2 separate regions of the Rattus norvegicus genome follow, and region 1 is linked to region 2. Evidence: chromatin contacts called from public Hi-C data. All regions are on one chromosome and are shown on one strand. Each heading gives the region's core, a stretch centred on a gene start, on an enhancer-like site or on the middle of the called end of the contact. The rest is flanking DNA. Distances are from core to core; before and after follow the strand shown. Region 1 overlaps Ptpn13 (protein tyrosine phosphatase, non-receptor type 13). Region 2 holds the start of C14h4orf36 (similar to human chromosome 4 open reading frame 36).

Evidence for each region. A called contact is a pair of places that touch in the nucleus more often than the background predicts.
Region 1: a contact with region 2 is called in a Hi-C map of frontal cortex, with 2.8 times the contacts expected there. The contact joins the enhancer-like site here to the promoter of C14h4orf36 in region 2. A contact is called at or near these places in 3 of 12 Hi-C or Micro-C datasets (the Rat2 cell line, frontal cortex and liver).

What each region holds. Positions count from the first base shown.
Region 1 is chr14:6,473,699-6,477,477 of GRCr8, reverse strand. It overlaps Ptpn13 (protein tyrosine phosphatase, non-receptor type 13), which reads left to right. Exons shown (of 48, transcript NM_001100789.1): 17 at 1,482-1,644. Among named protein-coding and RNA genes, the nearest start is that of Slc10a6, 90 kb to the right of the region's middle. Within about 2 kb of position 2,292, at least 28 of the 93 cell types and tissues checked have an H3K27ac peak or open chromatin away from gene starts, as enhancers often do.
Region 2 is chr14:6,361,176-6,364,889 of GRCr8, reverse strand. It overlaps C14h4orf36 (similar to human chromosome 4 open reading frame 36), which reads right to left and starts at 1,675. Exons shown (of 4, transcript NM_001017495.1): 1 at 1,422-1,675; 2 at 675-809. The coding sequence starts at 739.

The DNA.
Region 1 (3,779 bases), core at 1,043-3,542, 110 kb before region 2:
CGAGCTCTGCCTTTCTCGGTTTATTCTAGATCCCAGGCCTGCAGCTTTCTTGAAGATTGTCTGAGTAGATTCTCCTTTTCACGTTACTGCTTTGATCACTAGACTTACAGCTGTGAAGTTTAGTGTCTTTGAGAGCTATGTCGCAGTAGTCAAGGGGTACATTTGTTAGGGAAAAAATCGCCAGCTGTCTGAACAGTCACTAGTGTGCCCATAATCAGGATTCTGGTTAGGTCACTGTATTCTAACCTAGTCTAAACTGTGCTGGGCTTTACCTTTAACAAAGTGAAATCGGGCCCCACCCAGAGATTCCACAATATCTACCTAGGATTTCAGAATGCTGCTCTAATTTATTATATTTATTATAATAAAAAATTTATTATAATGTCTTTATCATTCACTTTTATAGTTGCATTTTGTGAATGGGATTAGTATTGGTTTCTGATTAAAAGTATAAAGATCTTTAATGTAAATTTATATGAGTCTATTTAAAATTTTATACATCAGTAAAGCCATATTATATGAACATCAGTGTTTTAGGTAATATTCTCGTATTATAGTTTTGGGCTTTTATTAAATTTGACTTTTTTGTGCCTGTGTTTGAAATCAAGATAACAGACTGATTTGCAAGGTAGGTAATAGTTGGGATGGAATCTAATGGCATTGAAGTAAATAAATGCCCATTATTTGCTGCATCCCCGGCTTCTTAGATGCCATCATTTTTAAGGTGTAGGGGCTGCTTCTGCCTGCAAGCTTCAGTGCAGACCGCAGGTTCTAGGGGGCACAGACCATGGGTTCTAGGGGGCACAGACCATGGGTTCTAGGAGGCGCAGACCACAGGTTCTGGGGGGGGGGGTACAGATCACAGGTTCTAAGGGGTGCAGACCACAGGTTCTAGGAGACTCAGACCACAAGTTCTCCTCCTAAAACTTATTTTAATTTAGAAGGAACATTTTCAAAATATATAAATCCATGAATACTGCCTTATAGTAACCATGATACTCTTTTAAAGATTTGTTTTTATTTTATTTATGTCTATGGGTGTTATGCCTATGCATATGTCTGTGCTACTTGTGTGCAGTGCCTTTGGAGGCCAGAAGAGGCTGTTGGGTCCCCTAAGCTGGGATTATACGTAAGTACTAGGTGCTAACAGCCAGACCCTCTGTAAAAGCAACCATTGCTTTAACCATTGATCCATCTCTCCAGCGCCCCTGCCCCCAGTATTTTAAAATTTCCCTCGATGATGAATGGAGTTCAGGGTGATTGAAGCTACAATTGCTGAAAGTAGCAATTAATAATAATTTATGTGTCAACTTTGTTTAGTTACAGAATCACAGTTTTTATATATGGTATCAGTCGAAGGGTACTTATCCTAATTGGAAATATAAATATCTCTATGTATTAATTATAGGTTAAAATATTTGGTCATATAGAAAGTCATAGGAAAACTTCCACATCACAAATACTTCTGGTTACTCTTACAGAAAAAGAAAATCACGTTACAAAATACATCAGACGGAATCAAGCACGCATTCCAGACAGACAGCAGCAAGGCCTGCCAATACCTGCTGCAGCTGTGCTCCTCCCAGCATAAATTCCAGCTACAGATGAGGGCGAGACAGAGCAACCAGGATGCCCAAGACTTAGGTAAGGCGGTGTGGCCTCCTTCGTGTGGCTGGTGCCAGAACGTGTGAATGATTTCTACCACACATTTTTGAAAGAAACTGCTTATTGTTCAGGATGAAAGCTCGCAGGGTATCCCTTTGCCTAAATTAAGTCTATAAAGTTGTCAAGCCAGCATCCTGTTCACTTGGAAAACAGTTCTGCAGAGAAACATGGACTCTTTACAAGTGCTTAAGAGGTTTAACCATGCTGGAGGTTACAGCTATGAAATGCTAATATGCAGAGAGTTTTTAAATGGTCCTATTTTATACATGGGAATGTTTTGCCTGACTCTTATATCTGTATACCACATGTGTGCAGGGCCCACAGAGGCCAGAAGAGAGAATCGGGTCCCCTGGAACTGTAGTTACAAACGGTTGTGAACCATTTTGTGTGCTGTCCTACGGAAGGGCAGCTAGTGCTCTTAACTACAGAGCCATCTTAACGGGTGATACTGTGTGGGCTCTAGGATCCACAAAGTGGATCTAAGAGGAAGGTCTGAGCTCTGAGAGGTGACAGTTTACATGGGTAGGAAGGACACATGTTAAATAGTTTGGAGATCAGTGTGGGAAGGAACATGGTAGACAGGATACAGGCAGGGCAAGTGGCACCCCAGCAGTGAGTCATCCCTGTCTGGAGTCTATGATAAGTAACCATAGCAGCCATGGGAGGCTGTGATAAGTAACCATAGCAACCAGGACAGGGGGTTTTTCAGCTGCGAAAATAACCCAGCTCTAGGCAGGAATCTCTCAGACAGAGCTGAGATTTAAAACTGATTATGCACGACCACATGTTGAGATTAAAGTGATTTGAAATTGCTTCTTTCTGGTAAATCCTTACAGACTTAAGTGGATCACTCTGAAGTATGTGAGTTAAAGTGTAATAATATACACAGGTGACCTATGTTTCTAAATTCTTTTCTGGAACTTTCTCATTCTGAAGTCTTAGAGGAAAGGTTTTTCCTATTGCATAGCCTGGGGGAAGACAATTGTGAGTACATGTTTCTCACCTCTCAGGATCAAAGTGGAGGTCATGTGTTCCCCTAAGGGAAAGATTCTAGGGGTTTATGGAAACCTGCAAAATTACAGTCTTTGGAAGTTGGGTCCCCAGGATCTGCATTTTAACCTAATTGCCTAATATATAATTTTAAAAAATATAATAGCCATGACATTTAGCAAATTACCTTTTACTTTCTTACTTTGCTAAAAATTGTATGTGCTTTTATATATTTTTAAAGTACAACAGGATACCAAGCCTATTGAAGCTATCCACATTTGTACTTGGATCAGTGCTCAATACAAAGCAGATGTGAACAGTAGAGAACATACCTTTAACATGTGATAGAGCAGGGAGGACAAAGGAAAAAAGTCTGAAGCAGAATCTTGTTTAGCATTTCGCAGAAAGTACAGCTTCGGTGTCCCTGATAAAAATTTTTGGAGAGACCAAAAATGTTTCAGATTTTTAAGTTTTTAAGAATGTAGAATATCTGCAGACACATGAGGAGGTGTATGTGAAAGATGAGACCTAACACTAAAGAGAATCTGTCTCTGTCGTCTTCACATTATATACGTGAGCCTACAGGTCATTTTATGGGCTCCTTTTTGTGCTCTTACTAAGAGAATATCAAAGGAAGTCAAGCACTGAGCTTCCATTTGAAAAGTCTCTTCACTCAGGGTTTCAGCTCTTAGACAACTTTGGAGTTTAGATTTCACATTAGGGGAATGCTTCGCTAGAGTCAAGTATGATTATCATCTGAAGCAAAATTTGTGATGTTTAAACCAGACTGTTAGAGACTCAGAAGCCTCAGTCATACTACAAAAGTTCTGTGTCTTGGTTCTTCAGTCCGTGAAATTACTGTTACAGTGATGGTCACTGTATTAAAGGGTTGTTACAAAGTAACATGGACACCTATGGATGTTACAAAGTAACACTCACTCCTAGAGTTGTCACAAAGTAACACTCACTCCTAGAGTTGTTACAAAGTAACACTCACACCTAGGGTTGTTACAAAGTAACCCTCACCTATAGAGCACTTCAAGCATATTCAGCAGACCAGGCTTGGCCATACATTGAATGGCAATGTACTTGTCGCATATGTGAGGTCCCGGGTTCAATCCTCA
Region 2 (3,714 bases), core at 426-2,925:
CCCGACTCAAGTTTCTGCCCCGATTCCCCTCAGTGGTGAATCCTTCCCTCCTCTGAGTGCATATCTTAATTTTTCAGATTATTTTATGTAGCTGTTTTGCTTGCATGTATGTATGCATTTCATGCACGCTTTGTGCCCATTTGGTCCAATAGGGGGCGATAGATCTGATGAAACCGGAGTTAGGGACAGTTGTGAGCCACTCTGTGGGCTCTGGAAACCAAGCTCAGGTCCTTTGCAAAAGCAGCACACTCTTAGCCATGAACCACGTCTCTAGCCCCTGTTCATATAAGTACCATTCGGGAAGTTGGAAAGACGGATCACCCTTTAAGAGCATTAACTGTTTTCGCAAAAAGGACCAAGGTTTGGTTCCCAGCCTCTACGGGGAGATGCTGTAACAAAACCATCTGTAACTTCAATACCAGGGGATCCAACACTGCCTTTTGGCCTTCATGGGCACCTGCTCAAAGGTAGTGCACACACAGAGGCAGGTACAAACACAAAATAAAAATAATTTCCAAGTAGCGTTTTAAAGACAAAGTCCAGATCCATTGAAGTGCCTTCATATACTCCAGTAACTTGGTGAGAATAGAAGTGCCCAGCCCCTGTCCCAAGCTCCAGCCGTGTGTGTGTGTGTGTGTGTGTGTGTGTGTGTGTGTGTGTGTGTGTGTACTTACATTTTATAACAGCTGCCCTTCAAAATGTTTTGCACTGTGTTCCTTCTCGGCAAGCCATACGCCATGACAAATGATCACAATCGTTTCCTTACATAGAAGCCCGATGTAACATCTGCGCCGCTCTATTCACTATGCCTGAAAGAACAGCAACAGTCCTAATTAACAGCTCTCATTTGAATATTTTTATGGCCAAATTATCAAGGGCCAGGAGAAAACATTTGGGACTGTCAGGAAATGCATCCTAAACATTCACTGGACCTGAACCATGAACATAAAAGCTAGTTCTGTTCATTTCCAGGAAGTCGCTCAATCAGTTCAGCCACCTTCTGAGAGGGAAAGCCTGGTAGGCAGTCATTGAGTACGCCTGAGTCCCGCCCAGGTCTCATAGTTGCGCGCCCTTATGGCTGTGATGGGGTCAACAACTCGGCCGCACCGGCGTGGAACGCCAGGGGTGCCCTGGCCACGGTAGGGCACGGCCCTTTTCTGCTCGCAGTTCCAGACAGAACCCGCTGGGGCGCGGTAGCGAGTGCCACCCTCGCCCTCCCAGCCCGTGGCGCTCCCGGAGCCTCTGTACCCCGCAGGTCAGCCGCGCGCCGGCCGCGGCCCCGACCCAGGGCAGCGCGCCCTAGGTGCACATGGCCGCGCACTCGCAGCGGCCCCGCCGCGGAAACGCGCTTGCTTGCTTGCTCCTGCTCCTGCTTGCTCCCGCGCCCGATAGCTCAGGCGCCCAGTTCACGCGGCGCCTACCCTGCGTCACCTGTCGCCTCAATAAAGGGCTTTATGCACGCGCAGGGCGCAAACCCAGCCCGCTCCATGGGAGTCACTTTGCTCTAGTGGGTGACAGTCGCTGGCCCACGCCCACACTCGAGGCTCCGACGACAGCTCCGTGTTCCTGTGAAGAACAGATGGACTCCATCTCTTAGGGTCCCAAGCAAACGGTGGCACTGTGCTGTGCCGGAGGGTTTTGCTAGAGTTGCCCCTTGCTAACACCAGGACCTTCCCTATGTCCTTCCTCCGAGCCTAAATGACTTCATAAAGCAAAGAGGACATTGCATGTGTATGTTTCATGGGTTATGAGAACTGAAGACTAGGCCTGACAGCCTCTAGCCCACGGTAAGGGCCAGATTACATCATTGCGAGTTTAGGAACAACGCTATGGAAACAGGTAGAGGGTTCCGTTGAGAGGGGAGGAATGAAACTCAGTATATGTAGTGAGTTCAGGGCGAGCTTTTAAGGTTAAATACTCTAATCGCTCTACCTGTCGCTGTTCTTTTTTTAGTTCTGTTGAAATAGTCCAGACTGGCCTAGAATCAGCCCAGGCTTGCTTCCAACTTGCAGCAAGTCTATTTCAGCTTCCCAAGTGCCAGGCTGGAACTCGAGGAAAGGACCACCTGCTCTGCCTAGCAAATTCTCCTAGGGTGAAGAATGAACTCACACACACTCGCGCGTGCGCGCGCACGCACGCACGCACACACGCACACACGCACACACACACACACACACACACACACACACACACACACACACATCAGGGTGGTGATCTAAAATGTCCCAAAAAGCATGTCCAGGTTTCCTCCGTTATCCAAAAGAAAAATAATAATAATAAAAGTTTTGAGAAGTGGGGAGGGGGGTTGTAACGAGCTGCATGATGGGATATCCGCCAGTGACTGCCAAGCTGGCTTATCTGTAGAACATGCTTCTGTGCCTACAAGAAGGTACAGAGGCTTGACTCATCACATCTATAGTCCAAATGGGAAGTGTGTGTGCCATGGGGTGAAGCCCCCGATGGATTATGTGACCTGTGTAGTAGATTCAGCCTGATTTGATTTTAATTGGCATAAGACAGTTTTAGGATCTAATTCAGTTGTCTGGTGCTGGGGGTTGAACCCAGGGGCTCTGAGTTCAGTGCCCAGCACCAAAGTGACACTTGCGGTAGCATATGTCTGCGCTCCCAGCACTCGGGAGGTCGAGACAGGAGGATCAGAATCGTGAGGTAATTCTTAGCTACATAGCCAACACTAGACTAAACGATATGAGACCCTGTCTCAGCCACAAAGATAGCGTCCCTTGTTTTAATCCATTAACTGTTGGAGTGAAGGTTACCCAGCAGACACTGTTGCATATACCATGTCTTATTGTGAGAAGAGTATCATTTATAGAAAAAAAATACCTTTTTACATTTTTAAACTTGCATTTGTTCATCCGTGTGTGTGTGTGTGTGTGTGTGTGTGTGTGTGTGTGTGTGTGCCTGTGTTTGGGAATACATATGCTATGACATGAGTGTGAGAGAACATCACAAGGCAGCTTGTAAGAACCAGTTCTCTCCTTGCACACCACTTGGGTCCTGAGGACTGGAGTCATCTGGCTTGGCTGCAAGCCTTTAACCCCTGAGCCATCTCGTCAGCCTCACGTCATGTCATATTTAGGGTTAATATTGAGTGTTTACTCAGCAGAGGAGGTACCATGGTCTCAAGGGTGGTTTTCCCAGGGTGGGGCTTACCCATTGTCCTCTGGACGTGCTGACCCGGGTGAGTTCCCCACTGTGAGAAAGTAACTGCATTGTTTATGGAGTCTGTATTCATATTTTCACCTAAATTAGAAGAGGAGGAGAAAGTAAGATAAAAATGAACAGAAAACACTTTTACAGACATTTGCTGTAAGTTGATCTTGAGAACGCTCACCCAGAGCCACTTAAAACCCTTAAACACTATCAGCAAACAGCATAGATGACACCTTCGCACTCACACTGTTCCAGGAGAAAGAAAGCTAAACCTCCTAGGAGGTGGAAGAAGGCTGTCCCATAAAGATTTACAAACAATAACCACTTTCTGAAATTTTCTGAAAATACCAAACCTGGGCTGGAGAAATATCTCAGTGGCGAAGAACAGCTTTTTGCTCTTCAGAAGACCTGGCCAGTTCCCAGAGTCGACAGGGTAACAACCACCCTAACTCCAGTTCCAGAGGATTCCACACCCTCTTCTGGCCACTGAGGGCACTGCACATATAGAGTGCACAGACATGTATGCAGAAAAAAAAGACC